2 separate regions of the Sus scrofa genome follow, and region 2 is linked to region 1. A link is a contact called in public Hi-C data. All regions are on one chromosome and are shown on one strand. The core of a region is the stretch at or near the end of the contact, and the rest is flanking DNA. Distances in the headings are between cores, read along the strand shown. Region 1 overlaps NUMB (protein numb homolog). Region 2 holds the start of NUMB (protein numb homolog).

What was found. A called contact is a pair of places that touch in the nucleus more often than the background predicts.
Region 2: a Hi-C map of liver shows a contact between it and region 1, with 2.9 times the contacts expected there. The contact joins the promoter of NUMB here to the enhancer-like site in region 1. A contact is called at or near these places in 1 of 5 promoter capture datasets (liver), 3 of 47 Hi-C or Micro-C datasets (embryonic fibroblasts and liver) and 1 of 2 datasets of contacts at active chromatin or transcription factors (alveolar macrophages).

The regions. Positions count from the first base shown.
Region 1 is chr7:96,703,305-96,710,604 of Sscrofa11.1, forward strand. The region is part of intron 1 of NUMB (protein numb homolog); the gene reads right to left. Among named protein-coding and RNA genes, the nearest start is that of NUMB, 92 kb to the right of the region's middle. Within about 2 kb of position 4,022, at least 1 of the 83 cell types and tissues checked has an H3K27ac peak or open chromatin away from gene starts, as enhancers often do. A contact at or near this core is called in liver, where this site is marked.
Region 2 is chr7:96,795,389-96,802,688 of Sscrofa11.1, forward strand. It overlaps NUMB (protein numb homolog), which reads right to left and starts at 3,302. Exons shown (of 9, transcript XM_021099490.1): 1 at 3,074-3,302.

The sequences.
Region 1 (7,300 bases), core at 2,772-5,271:
CAACCCAGTTTAGACATGTTAAAAGTGTGAAGAAAAAGGAAGAGGAGAAGGGAGAAGAAAAGGAAAAGAAGGGGGAGCGGGAGAAGAAAGAAAAAGAAAATTACCATTCTACAATTAAGGCAAAATCATTCTATTTGAGACTTCCTCAAAACATCTCAATGATACAGAATATTGGTTATTTATTACATTTGCTATCAGGAAGGGGGGGGAAATGCCACTGAAAAGACAGGTCCCAGAGCAACCCTTCCTTTTTTATTGTTTCCATTAGCCTTGTACATGTCTGCCCATCTCTTTATTTTTAGCTTTTCTAAATCACCTTGTGTCTCTCTTATATACAGCATAGTTGACTCATACTTTATAAAACAAACTGAAAATCCTTTGCAATTTTTTATTTTTGTTTTTTGGTCTTTTTAGGGCTGCATCCGAGGCATATATAAGTTCCCAGGCTAGGGGCTGAATCGTAGCCACAGGTGCCAGCCTACACCACAGCCACAGCAGTGCCAGATCAGAGCTGCATCTGTGACCTATACCACAGCTCACAGCAACACCAGATCCTTAACCCACTGAGTGAGGTCAGCGATTGAACCCACATCCTCATAGATACTAGTCAGGTTTGTTACCGCTGAACCACAATAGGAACTCTCCTCCCCCCCTTTTTTTTAAGGTGAGTTAAATATTACAAAAAGATAAAGCTTTTAAAATCCATGTATTTTAAAACTCCTAATTGACTTGTGGATCCTAGGTAATGGCTTAAAGAGACAAGCTTATGAAAAGCATAACAGCAAATTAAAAATCTTAAGTATCTAAAGTAATTACATTTAGAATGGATAGACAATATGGTCCTTTGTATAGCACAGGGAACTATATCCAATCTACTGGGATAGACCATGATGGAAAATAATATACATTAAAAAAAAGAATGTTAAATATCTGTAGTTAATAATTAAAATATTCCATTTCAAACCTCATGAGCCACTTACAAATATATAGTTTTAAACACTTATATTAGAAAACATGACTATGTACAGCACAGGGAAATGTGTGTGATTGGGGCACTTTGTTGCACAAGAGAACTCGATGGAACACTGTAAATCAATTTTAATTTAAAAAAAGAAAACAAAGGAGTTCCTGTCGTGGCACAGAGAAGTTAATGAATCTGACTAGGAACCATGAGGTTGTGGGTTCGATCCCTGGCTTTGCTCAGTCTGTCAAGGATCTGGTGCTGCTGTGAGCTGTGGTGTAGGTCACAGACACAGCTCGGATCCTCAGTTGCTTCGGCTGTGGTGTAGGCTGACGGCTACAGCTCCAAGTAGACCCCTAGCCTGGGAACCTCCATATGCCGTGGGAGTGGCCCTAGAAAACGGCAAAAAGACAAAAAAAGAAAAGAAAACAAGGCTAATAATCAGTGAATTAAACATCTATCTGAAGGAATCAGAAATACAAAAAAGCCAAAAAAAATTAGAATAAAATACCACTTCCAGTAACATATTAGGCTAGAAAATTCATCCAATTCTCTCACTGAAAACAAGTAAAAGTGATGGATAAAATTTTATTTCAAAAAATATTAAAACACCGAAGAGCTTACAAGATAGTAAAGAAATAACCAGTACAAAATCTATGAGAAAGCACAAACTCAAAAGAGATAAGTGGCATGAAAAAACTGTTTTTGTCCTGTAGACATCTGCCTAATTTTATTGTTACGGGTTTGACTATATCCTGGCAAAGAACAGAAGTCAAAGTCCAAGACCTACCCAACATGGAAAAAATCTATTAGAAGACCCTTTCTTCATAAAGCTGGAACCCCCACTAAAAGTTTTATCCTCAGGAAAAGAGTAAACCAGAAGTAAACCCAGTCTACGCATTCCCACATGGGATCTCCAAAGGACTACAAAGAAATCTGCCTTCCTATTGCAGAAGAGAACAAGGATTCCTAAAAGACTGTAAAGACAAGTAAGCCCACACACATAACTGCAACTGAAACTCACTTCATTTGGGTAGTCCAAAACCTCAAAGTATGAATTTAGTCACCAAACTGTAGTATCTGGGGAAAAAAAGCAAAGGTAGAGTTCCCACTGTGGTCCACTGGGTTAATGATACAGCTTGTCTCTGTGGTGCTGCCAGTTCGATTCCCAGCAGTGGGTTAAGGATCTGGCATTGCCCCAGCTATAGTGTAGATCATAGATGCAGCTCGGACTCAATCCACGGCCTGGGAACTTACATATGTGGCCAAAAAAAATGAGAAAAAAAAAATCAATGGTAAATCTTCTTGAAGCAAAAGAAAAGCATTTCCTTCTTAGGCCTCAAAGAATACACAAAAATATTTTTTCCAGGGACAATAGCAGTTCACATTTAAAAGGATAAATAAAAACAAATTTATACCTAGGTACAACATATGAAAAGACAAAAAACTAAAAAACAGAGCTCAAAAGCAGCCAGGTGTAAAAAGGGGGGGGGGGCAGATTCACTTAATTATTTGGCAGCTGATTTATCAATAGCAACAACAGAAACCAGAAGAGAGTGGAATTATTTCTTCCAATGGCTACAAAAATAACTGCTACCCCACAATTGCATACCTAATGAAATATCTATCAAGAATGAGGATGATGGAGTTTCCTGGTGGCTCAGTGTTTTAAGGATCTGGCATTGTCACTGCCGTGGCACCAGTTCGATCCCTGGCCTGGGAACTTTGGCATTCAGTGAGTAAGGCCAAAGGGGGAAAAAAAAGAATGAGGACAATAAAGACTCTTTCAGACAAAAATTTTACAACATAAAATCCTATTTTAAAAAAATGCTAAAGAAAAATAGTTTCAAAAGAAAGAAGGGGCATAGTTCCCGTCGTGGTGCAGCAGAAATGAATCTGACTAGGAACCATCAAGTTGTGGGTTTGATTCCCGGCCTCGCTCAGTGGGTTAAGGATCCAGCGTTGCCATGGGCTGTGGTGTAGGTCGCCGATGTGGCTCAGATCTGGCTTTTCTGTGGCTGTGGCGAAGAAGGCCAGTAGCTATAGCTCCAATTAGACCCCTAGCCTGGGAACCCCCAGATGCTGCAGGTGCGGCCCTAAAAAGACAAAGAAAAAGAAAAGAAAAGAAAGAAGGTAACCCAGATGGAAAAATCCGAAATCCCTAAAGGAATCAAGAACATACCAAATTGGAATTGACATCAAATATCAGGCTCATTTTCACCATATAAACTGAAGAGTTAGAAAAGCCATTTGATGGAGTTACTATTGAGGCTCAGCAGGTTAAGAATCCTACATACTGTCTGTGAGGGATGAGGGTTTGATCCCTGGCCTCGATCAATGGTTTGGGGATCTGGCGTCACTGAAAGCTGCAGTTCCAACTTGATGCTAGGCTGGGAATTTAAATATGCCACAGGTGCAGCCATTAGGAAAAAAAAGAAAAAAGCCAATTGACAGCAAAAGAGAAAGAAATAGATTAATAAAGGAAAGAGAAAGAAGTAAGGTGCTAGTAGTATTATAACCTCTGGTTCCAGCTGTTCTTAAGGCCTAATGAAATCCTGTCCTTGGAAACTGGGAGAGACCCCAGTGTCTTTATATTAGAGTCTACTTTTCCCTTAAAAATGAAGAAAGGAGAAAGGTCATAAATTAATGAAATTTAAAACATATAATATAGAAAATCAAAGTCAAGCACTGGTTTTTTGATAAGACTAAGAAAATAGATAAAACCTCTAGCAAGACTGATAAAGGAAAAAAGGGAAGGTACAAAAATAGCAGCAATAAAAGAGATTAAATACTTAGAAAGCAGAAATTTAAAAGACAACAAAAAATATTTTAAACAATTTTATGCCAAATACTTAAAAAATTCAGACAAAATGGATGGATTCCTAAAAAATGGAAAAAAAAAAAAAAAACCTTCTGTAAACTGAATTAACTAGAAACAGAAATCCTCAATAAAACTATTTAGAAAATTGAATACATGTTTCCTTACAAAATACTAGGCTCACACCTCTCCCCCCTGCCAAAATAAGGCAAAGACAGTCAAACCGAAGTTCAACTAAACTTTCAAAAGGTACATTAGTCCAGTCTTATGTAAATCCCTTCAGGGAGAGGGGGGGATTGTTCTCCACTCATACTCCTGGGGTTGGCATAATCAGGATACTAAAATTAAGGACAAACTATAAGAAATAAAATTTAAGGACCAATTTCATCTGTGAACACATGCAAAACTTCTAAATAAAATAGTAATAAATTAAACCCAACTATGTAATTTTTAAAAGACCATCAGGATTAAGTTGGGTTCATTCCAGCAATGCAAGGGTGATTCAACTTTAGAAAATCAATAAATGTCATTCACCACATTAACAGAATAAGGGAGGACAACCATACGATCATCTTCATAAAGGTAAGAAAAGCATCTGATAAAATTCAATACTTATTTTTCACACACATACAAAATCTTAGCCAAAGAACAAGAGAAAAGTATTTAAACCTCGGAATATCTATCAAATATCTATAGCAAACATTATTATTAATGGTGAAACATCAGGAGCATGTCATTGTAAAAACTAAGTGCAATATAAGAATGTCCACTATTGGAATTCCTGCTGTGGCACAACAGGATTGGCAGTGGTTCTTCAGCGCCAGGACAAAAGTTCAATCCCTGGCCTGGTACAGTGGGCTAAAGGATTCAGCGTTGCAGCAGCTGTGGCATGGGGTCAGATCTGATCCCTGGCCCAGGAGCTCCATATGCCACGGGGCAGCCACAAAAGAAAAAAGAAAAAAAGAATGTCCACTATTAACACTGTATTGAACACTACATTTGAGGTCCTAACTAGCATAGTAAAGCAAGAAAAAGAAAGTGTAAGCACTGGAAAGGAAGACACAGTTGCAATCATCATACTTTAGTAAGGTAGGCTAAACAGATCTACATACCAAGAAACTTGTATCAGCCAATAAAAAATGAGAAAATATACTACTTACAATAGTAACATGAAATAATGTATCTAATAATTAAGAGATTTGAAAGAACTTTATGGAAAAAAAGAAACTTTACTGACAGATTATTTTTTTGTCTTTTTGCCTTTTCTAGGGCCGCACTCCTGGCATATGGAGGTTCCCAGGCTAGGGGTCCAATCGGAGCTGTTGTTACGGGATCTGAGCCGTGTCTGCAACCTATGCCACAGCTCACGGCAACGCCGGATCCTCAACCCACTGAGCAAGGCCAGGGATCAAACCCGCAACCTCATGGCTCCTAGTCGGATTCATTAACCACTGCATCAAGACAGGAACTCCTGAAAGATATTTTTAAATATCTAAATATCTAGATAACTAGAACTAGACACATCATGTTCAAGGACAGAAAGGCTCAATAGCATAAAATAAAGAAAATAAATTAAATGCACATGTAGATTAAAAGCTACTGAGATCTTGGGCTCGTATAAATCCTGCTTTTTAATAATAGCTTTTGAGTTTTTTTATGTAACTTAACCCAAATTACTCCCTTTTATGGATATTTTTTCAATTTGTATGAACTTATTAGGCACTAATTATAGGTAATGTACTTTAACTAAATTGCAGCAATAGGAGTTTCTGTCATGGCTCAGCAGAAACAAATCTGACTAGCATCCATAAGGATGCAGGTTCGATCCCTGGCCTCACTCAGTGGGTTAAGGACCCGGCATTACTGTGAGCTGTGGTGTTAGTTGCAGACACAGCTTGGATCCTGCGTTGCTGTGGCTGTGTAGGCCAGCAGCTACAGCTCTGATTCGATCCCTAACCTGGTATCTTCCATATGCCACATGTGTGGCCCTAAAAAGACCAAAAAAAAAAAAAAAAAAAAATTGTAGCAAGAGTTGTTATGGTACTTCAGAATGTTGACAGCTACAATGAACAAGTATGAATGAAGAGAACATGATCAGTACGTGGCTGATTTCTCGTTAAATGTGCTATGGTCCCATGAGTTCAAAGGTCAATCAGATTCCACATTCACCATAATGTAAATTCTAATAACCACTCCTGCAAGTGATGAAATATTGCCAACATTTTATGTATGTTTTCGTTCTTGATAATCAGCTATGAATACTGCCAAAAGCAAATATTCCTTAAAAGTCACCTAAAAATGTAAAAACTTATTCTGAATACAAATTCTACTTACAAGAGGAAAACAGACGAAACACATTTCTAATACAATAATCATATTGGGCTCAAAGGGTACCTCCAGTGGACCTATGTGTCATCCTTATACATATAATACCCTTGTATATGTAAGACCTATAAGCAGTTGTCCAGTCTGCTTTACAAGAGACCTAAACTTGATCAAATGTATGATTTTCTTTAGGTCTAACTTACTCAAATTTAATTTTGATTTACTTAAGTTTCGTGATATATTACTGCTTAAACTTTGCTTTATCCAAATTTCCTAATAGTGAATTAGAAGTAATGATCATCTGCTTTACTGGTGGCTAGGAAATGATCACACTAAGAGGTAACATTTACTGAATGTTTACTGTGGGAGTTCCCGTCGTGGAGCAGCAAAAACGAATCTGACTAGGAACTATGAGGTTGTGCGTTCGATTCCTGGCCCCGATCAGTGGGTTAAGGATTCAACATTGCTGTGAGCTGTGGTGTAGGTTGCAGATGCAGCTTGGATTTGGCGTTGTTGTGGCTGTAGCGTAGGCCAGGGGCTACAGCTCCGATTAGACCCCTAGCCTGGGAACCTCCGTGAGTGCAGCCCTCAAAAAGACAAAAAAATAAAATAAAAATTAAAAAAAAAAAAAAGTTTACTGTGTATCTGGCACTGTTATAGACGCTTTGTAGACATTAAAGCATTTATCTTCACAACAACCCTCTCAGGTGGACAATAATATTATCACCATTTTACAGATAGGAAAATTGAGGTACAGAAAAGCTGAGTTACTTTCCAACGTCACACAACTAAGTAGAGAACCTTAGGGATTCATGCCCAAGTAGCTGTCTCCAGAGCCCAGACCCTCAATTAGTATATTATACTTCTTTTCATAATATTTAAAAGATACATGCAATTATTATGGATGAAAAAACTCACCATTAAGTAATTTATCAGTAAGAGAAATAACAGTTAAGCAATATCAATATCAATACAATTTAACATAGGTTGATACTTCACAGCTATTTCAAAGTCTCATGGCCGTGATTAAGAGTTTTGAAGTTGGACAGACCTGGCTCTGAATCTTGGCTGTGCCCTTTACAAGCTGTGTGACTTTGGACAAGTTTCGTAACTTCACCAAGCCTCAGTTTCCTCATCTGTAAAATGAGAATAATAAACATCTCACAAAATTGTTGTTAGTAACATAAGTATTGCTA
Region 2 (7,300 bases), core at 2,052-4,551, 91 kb after region 1:
TTATAAAACATTCATGAAAGGGTTACATAAATCTCCTGGATTAAAGTTTTAAAAGAGAGCAATAAGAATCTCAACGGTTTTCAACACTGCTTTCTCTGTTCTTACATTGATTAAAACAGATATAAATCAACTCTTCCTAAATATAAACCATCTAGTCTTACAGAAGAAAAACTAAACCCACAACGAAACAAAACATGCATATATATTCTTAAAATAGCTTAAAATAAGTACTGTAGGTTACATTTAGATCCCTCAAACAAGTTACATTTATAACATATGCCACATCCAGTTCATTTTCAAGAGAGAAAACCATCAAAACAAAAGCTCCTGCTAAATAAACTATTTACTTTGTAGTTAAACTCTATCCCAGGTGCATTTTACTGTCAAGTATTATCATTATTTCTAACCTCTTCAAAAACCCAGACATCTAAAATATACAAGTCAAGTGTATCTGGTTCTCTTAAAAATGCTTTTATATTATATATTTTACATTAAGACCACGAAAAGCTTTAAAATACCTTTACTCTAAAAAGGAAACACCCTTTTGCTTTCCTCTTTTTAAACGTGTCTTTTTTGGTTTTTGCCTACTTTCTATACATGAACTGTTCTCAAACCAGTCTGTTTCAGTGTTAGTTGTTTACTGTCAACATGTCTGTATATACTTAGGTTTTTTACAAACAGTCCTTTATAGTACAGCGGTAAAAAAGAAAAGGTAACCAAAACGGCACAAGTGAAACAAAAGTGGACCACATCAAGAAAGACCATTCAATTTCATTTCTCTGCCTCAAATTCCCTTTAGTCCTCACGCCAAAGAGCCTCAATATCTAAAAGAAGCACAACACCATATGTGATAAGGCAAACACAGGAGAAACCAGATCAGAAACTGAAGAAACCTGATAGAATGTATCACCACCTGAGAAGAATTACCACAAAACAAAAAATAAATAATAAACCCAGTCCCTGAATGCTCCTACTGAAGGGTTCCAATGCATGGCAAAAAGAGTTTTTTATATCTCTTTTGACTATGAGAAATACATTTTACATTCTGATCTAGTACACATGTGTGAACTAAATTTCCCAAAACAATATTTTCCATTACCATGTGAAATGCTAGTCAATTCTTTTCTATTTAATTTCATTTTCAAAACTGGTGGTAAGACCACTAAATTGATTTTATAAATTACTAATGAATCATAATCTACAGTTTGAAAAACATAGACTTAGGACAGGGTTTCTCTTATATTAGGTTTTTGGGTTTTTTCTTTTGCAAGTTGCTTCTACTCATCCCTAGCAGGGCAGACAGGTATTTTAAGGTTGGTATTATTACTCTTTTCAAAAAAGCAAGAGGTTCTTGAAGTGTGGTCCCCTGACCAATACAAGCATCACCTGAGATAAATGCAAATTCTCAGACCCAAACCCAGCCCTAACTGAATCAGTAGAGCTAGCAGACTGCTGTTTAACAAGTCCTCCAGGTGATTCTGGTGCAAATCAAAGTTTGAGAACAACCGCATTAAGGAATTCAGGTCTTCCTTTATCTTCTACACATTTGATAATCCAGTACACAGTGCTTACTCTGTGCCAGTCATCAGCCTAAAAGTTCCACAAAACATTAACTCACATGAGAAAACAACCCTTAAAAGTAGGAACTCTATTATACAGATGAAACTTCAGCACAGAGAGAGGTTAAGTTGTCGAAGCTAGGTGGTGGAACTAGAATTCAAACTTATTTTTAAATTGACATAAGTAAGTCTGTCCTCTTCATGCCCCTCCTCTTGCTGATCAAGTCCGCAGTCCTACTCCTTTATCTCGGCTACTCCTTTTCCCATTCAAATCTCCCATCCTGCCAACGTCCTTATTTTCTAGCATTATTGCTGTCGTCCTAAAACAAATTTCTAAAGCAATGGAATGCGAGTCACAACCTTGCTCTTAAAACACTTTCTCTGATCCTAGATGGCATCTTAGTATTGTGAAGCTGAAACTTCTATTTCTTAGGTCCTTACAACCTATTAAGGGCCCTATGTTAATTTCTCATATCTACGGTTCTGGCCAGTTTCCACAAGACCACGCTTCCTGGGCAACTTTCTGGCTCCTTCCTACTACGCCCTATCTTCTACTCCCTTCCTACAAGGAAACTACTTTTCCCCGCCTACCCGTATCATTTTCCTTGATTTAACTCCAGCTGAGAGAACTTCCACTCCTCAGCTAGACCCCTCACCCTGACGTCAAACCCAAGCTACCCCCATGAGGATTTTTTTTCCCCTGATCTCTTGTGGATCCTCAGACCCAGGAGTTCCCAGTCTGATCTAGGATCTTCCATCCCAGACCAGCGGTGGGGGGCAGGGCGCTCCGGTTCCTAACTTGTTCAAGATCTCCATGGGTCAGACCCTCCGAAGATCCGTAACAGTCCAAGAGCGCTTCTCCCTCGGACAGCCGCCCTTCTCAGGAGGGTGCTCAGCCCCCTCCCTGTCTTTCCTAGACGCCCTTTCTCCGACCCCGGCTGCTCCCAGTACCCTGGACCCCGACCTCCCTCGGTCTCTCTTCTCTCTCGAACCCAAGCCACTCCCAGTCTACGGCCCCCCGAGCCCCTCCCCGGCTTTCTCCGCTCGGGCCGCTCCCGGGATTCCCTGTTTCCACTTTTTCCTCGCTCCGAAGCTGTCCTGGGTATTCCCGAGTCACCCTGCCCTCGGACCAAGTCGTAACCCGCCATCCCCTCTCTAGGAGCCCAGTCGCTCCCGTCTCCCTACGGACCTACCCCTCACACACCCGCAGCCAGTCAGTGCCCCAGACCCGAGCGGCTGGCTGGGCGTCCCAAGGAAGCTCCCGGCCCAACTCGCTTGAGTCCGGCCCCAGCCTACCTTGCCAGCGCGAACTCCGCCGCCGGGAGCCGGGCGGTTCTCGCACTAGCCCAGTCAGCGCGAACTCGCGGCCACCGCCCCCGCCCTGGCCCCGGCCCGGGCCCGACCCGGCCTGCAGCCCAGGCCCCCTTCCGCAGGCCTCCGCCTCCGGATGACCGAGCTGGAGTTTTCGCTCGGAGATGGCCCTCAGCCTTCAGGCCCGCGTTACAGGCACTCACCTGCCGCTATCCTCGACCAACTCCAGCGCCACTGCCTCTACCTCGGCCGCCGGCAGCCACCAAGCGCCACCACCTCCCCCATGACAACAGGCCCACCCCGTTTCACACTTCCTACCTCTCCATTGGATAGTGGTGATACAGCTCTCTGCTCTTATTGGCTTAGTTTACCCGTCCGTCATAGCTTCCTTACCGCCCCTTTTCCTGGACCCGGTATTAGCCCCCTCCCGGACCTGGACCGTCCCAAGCCCAGCTTTAGTTGTAATTGGTTGACGGTTGGGCAGTTCGAAATCCTGATAGGCTGCAGAAAGTGTCTATTAAATCAACCTGCAAGGGATGTGGCGGCGACTGTTGGTTCGAGCTTGGGCAGTTTGGTTGCGCAGTAGAAAGCAAGGAAGGGGCAGGCGCTTATTGTCGGAGGGGAAAGGTTAACTCTTTGTTGTAAAATTGACTCTGTAAACATCCCTTTCTCCAACTTCCTCTCTGTAAGGAGAAACTTACCACTGCCTGCTCACCCAGAGGGCAGTACTTACCAACAGCAACATCAGAGTTGGCGTTTAAAGACTCATTAGCGGCTTCTTGAAAGAAAAGCACGTAGATGAAAATTTCCTCCTCTTCGCTTGAAGTCCTAAGGTGCTCAGTTACCTTAAAGTTCATCTCCATGCTAAAGGGCAAAGAACCACCACTGAAGTTAGTCCACTTTGGTTGCAGTTATAAACGTCGTTAATGAATTGAAGTGGTATGTTGAGAGTTCTGCAGCTTTCAGACGCAGCGCTGGATGTCTCCTGCAAGGGACCAGGCAACCATCAGCAAGTTTGGACTATATGGGCCACATTTTACCCTTGTGATGCTCTGAAAAGGAGAATTCAGCTCCCCGTAACTTGCTTTCTATGCTCAGCAGTTCTTAAATAGCCCTACTAGATGTGTGTCAGATACTTTAAAAGCTTGTCTTTTTTTCTGAACCTCTCTTCCCAGCAGTCTAAATTAAGACCATTGAATGAATTGCAGTTCTTTTCTCACATGGCACAATGTACAAGAATAAATGATTGCATTTTTTATTCATTTGGGTACAAATCACAGTAGGCACTTTTGAGAAATCTGGTGTTGCTATAAAAACTCTTGTACTCCTAGAAATATATCCACCATTAGCTTTTTGCTTTTCTTTTTCATTTCTGCCCACTCTGCCTGTTCATAAATAACAAAATGCTCACCTAATTACCCTTTCAGTTTCTAAATCAGATTTAAATGTACCCTCCTCACAATTCCACCTATAACATAAACCCCATGGGTCATGAAACATACTCAAGGATGGACTGGAACAGGTTGAGGATGTACTTCCCTCTTAAACAGCACTTTATGGTTGGGGACTTGCTGTGGAACCAAGAATCTGGACTTTGCTCCTTACTTCTTCCTGCTAACTCTTTGTTCCATATTTCTTCTATTTACCCTTCTTTCCTTTGCCAGCAAGCAATAAGAAGTCTAAAACTGCATGGTTTGTTATCTCCCTCAAAATTGTCTATTTTCTAACATATATTTTTAGTCACGTTTAAATAAACTACATACTTCCATCACCAAACTAAGAGGAAATTATTCCTCCAGCAACTCTACGTAACAATAAGATGTCTTTTCCTAGTTATTTTCCGGAACTTTCCTCCCCCTTCTCTCATCTTCACCTTCCAATTTAGAAATAACCTCCCCTTCAATTCAATGACTCATAAAAAGCCTGTAAAAGGAAAGTGGAAAAGCCAAAATAACTTTAGTGATGTCTGAATCACCCAGTTGAGGGAAAGATCACACATTGACCAGGATAAGATGGAGTCCAAGGCTTAACAAAAGCCTGAACTAACATCCCATAATAAAAGAAGTAACATGTAAATGTGAAGATGCTCCAGTAAGAAGGAGATATCGGTATGTCCCTTACACAGCTTTTTAATGTATTACCAGCAGCTTTCTTCTCTCTAGTCTTGGCAGTGTGCCCTACCTACCTACCAATTTTAGGGCAAGTTGAAGGCAATTAATGTTCTGGCAGATAGGAAACAATAACGTCATAGGAGGGCATGGCCATTATTATGGTACTTTGGGTAATAATGGCTCTTGCACAGCCGTGGTGACTATGTGCCATAGAGAACATAGAATTAGGCCAGCCTCACTAAGAGGACTTGCCATCTAAGTTCAGGAACTCAACAAAATTACTATAACAAAACTAGGAAAGTTGCCACAAAGGTCAGCTATTCCTTCTATTTCATACGCTAAAAAAGAAAAAAAACTATTCATAAATGTTTTTGCTCATACATGTTTATACACTTATACCACACCCATTCCTGGTGAAAAATCAGTTAAGAAAAATGTAAAATACACACATACAATCCAATAAGAAGAGAGAAAACCTTAAAGAAGGAAGGTTTTGTGTTTTTTTGTTGTTTTTTTGTTTGTCATTTTAGGGCTACACCTGCGTATATGGAGGTTCCCAGGCTAGGGGTCAAATCAGAGCTGCAGCTACTGACCTACACCACAGCCACAGCAATGCCAGATCCTTAACCTACTGAGCAGGGCCAGGGATCAAACCTGCATCCTCGTGGACACTAGTCAGATTCATTTCCAGTGAGCCATGATGGGAACTCCAAGAAGGAGGGTTTTCAGGAATGTTCTTTGATCCAAGAGAAGGGCTACTATGTTATTGGCGCCCATGCAGTACCGCTTATACGCTACATTTTGATTTTGCTTGCATAAGGTAAACTTATAATTACTCCAACCAGCTTCTGCTTTCTTTCCCGTGTTATGTGCTTCTCCATCATCCTCAAGTTCCACTCTTAAAAAGCAAGAACACTGGAGTCAGGGAGTCTGCAGCTTTGTGCTGCGTGGTTGGCTGTGGAAGTGGTGCAGATGGTATCTGTGGAGAGCCACTTGAGCAAGACCAGGATGGCAGGTATATTAAAGGCAAAAATAACCTTTATAAGTCCTGATTAAGTGGAAAATGATGGATTCAGAGTGATGTCCCAATATTTAAGGTACGGTTTGTTTTGGGCTCTAATGTTGTGCCACTTTTTGTTTTCTTTGCTACTCCTGCTTTTTTCCCCATCGTATCACTTTTCAAGGAAGTAGAATCCATGTCTCTTTTTTTTATATAAGCCTTTTAAAAAAATTTTTTATATTACTCAATGAATTTATTACATTTATAGTTGTGCAATGATACAGCATTTCCATCCCAAACACCCAGCATTCTCGTACCCCTCAACCACTCTCTTTTGGAAACCATAAGTTTTTCAAAGTCTGTGAGTCAGTATCTGTTCTGCAAAGAAGTTCATTGTGTCCTTTTTTCAGATTCCACATGTAAGTGATAACATTTGATGTTGGTGTCTCATTGTGTGACTGACTTCACTTAGCATGAAAATTTCTAGCTCCATCCATGTTGCTAAAAATGCTGGTATTTCATTCCTTTTAATGGCTGAGTAATATTCCATTGTGTATATGTACCACATCTTCTTGATCCACTCCTCTGTCGATGGACATTTAGGTTGTGTTCATGTCTCGGCCATTGCAAATAGTGCTGCAATGGAGTACATGTGTCATGTCTCTTTTCATTTCTATTTTTGTCCAGTGGGGCAATCTCACTATGCAAAAGCTCCATTTGGGTTTGTTTGTTTTTGGATTTTTTTTTCCTCCCTGGTTTTTACACACAATTCCAAATAGACTAGAGAAACAAACAACTGGTGGAGAAGAAAATCACTCGGATAAGCTGACAAGGGCAGCCAGAGTTTGCTACTGCTAGCAGTTAGGGGTAAAGCCATGAGGGTAAAGCCATGATTTTTTTTTTTTTTTTTTTTTTTTTTTTTGCTTTTTTGGGCCTCATCGGCAGCATATGGAAGTCCCAGGCTAGGGGTCGAATCGGAGCTAGAGTTACAGGCCTATGTCACAGCTCACAGCAACGCTGGATCCTTAACCCACTGAGAGAGGCCAGGGATCGAACCCACAACCTCATAGTTCCTAGTCAGATTCTTTTCCAGTGGACCATGACAGGAACTCCAAAGCCACAATATTTGATAAAAGATGGTTCCTTGAGTTTGGGATCCCTGAAAGTGGAAGCTGACAGGGATGAAGAAATTGGAGAGAAGGGAAGAGAGAGGCAGCGGGAGAGAGGGAGGGAGGGAGAGAAAGTCCTATGGAGAAGAGGGTAGTGAAAGCAAGAAAAAGAGTCAAGAGGCCGTGATCACAGTGCTGAGCCAGCTTAGA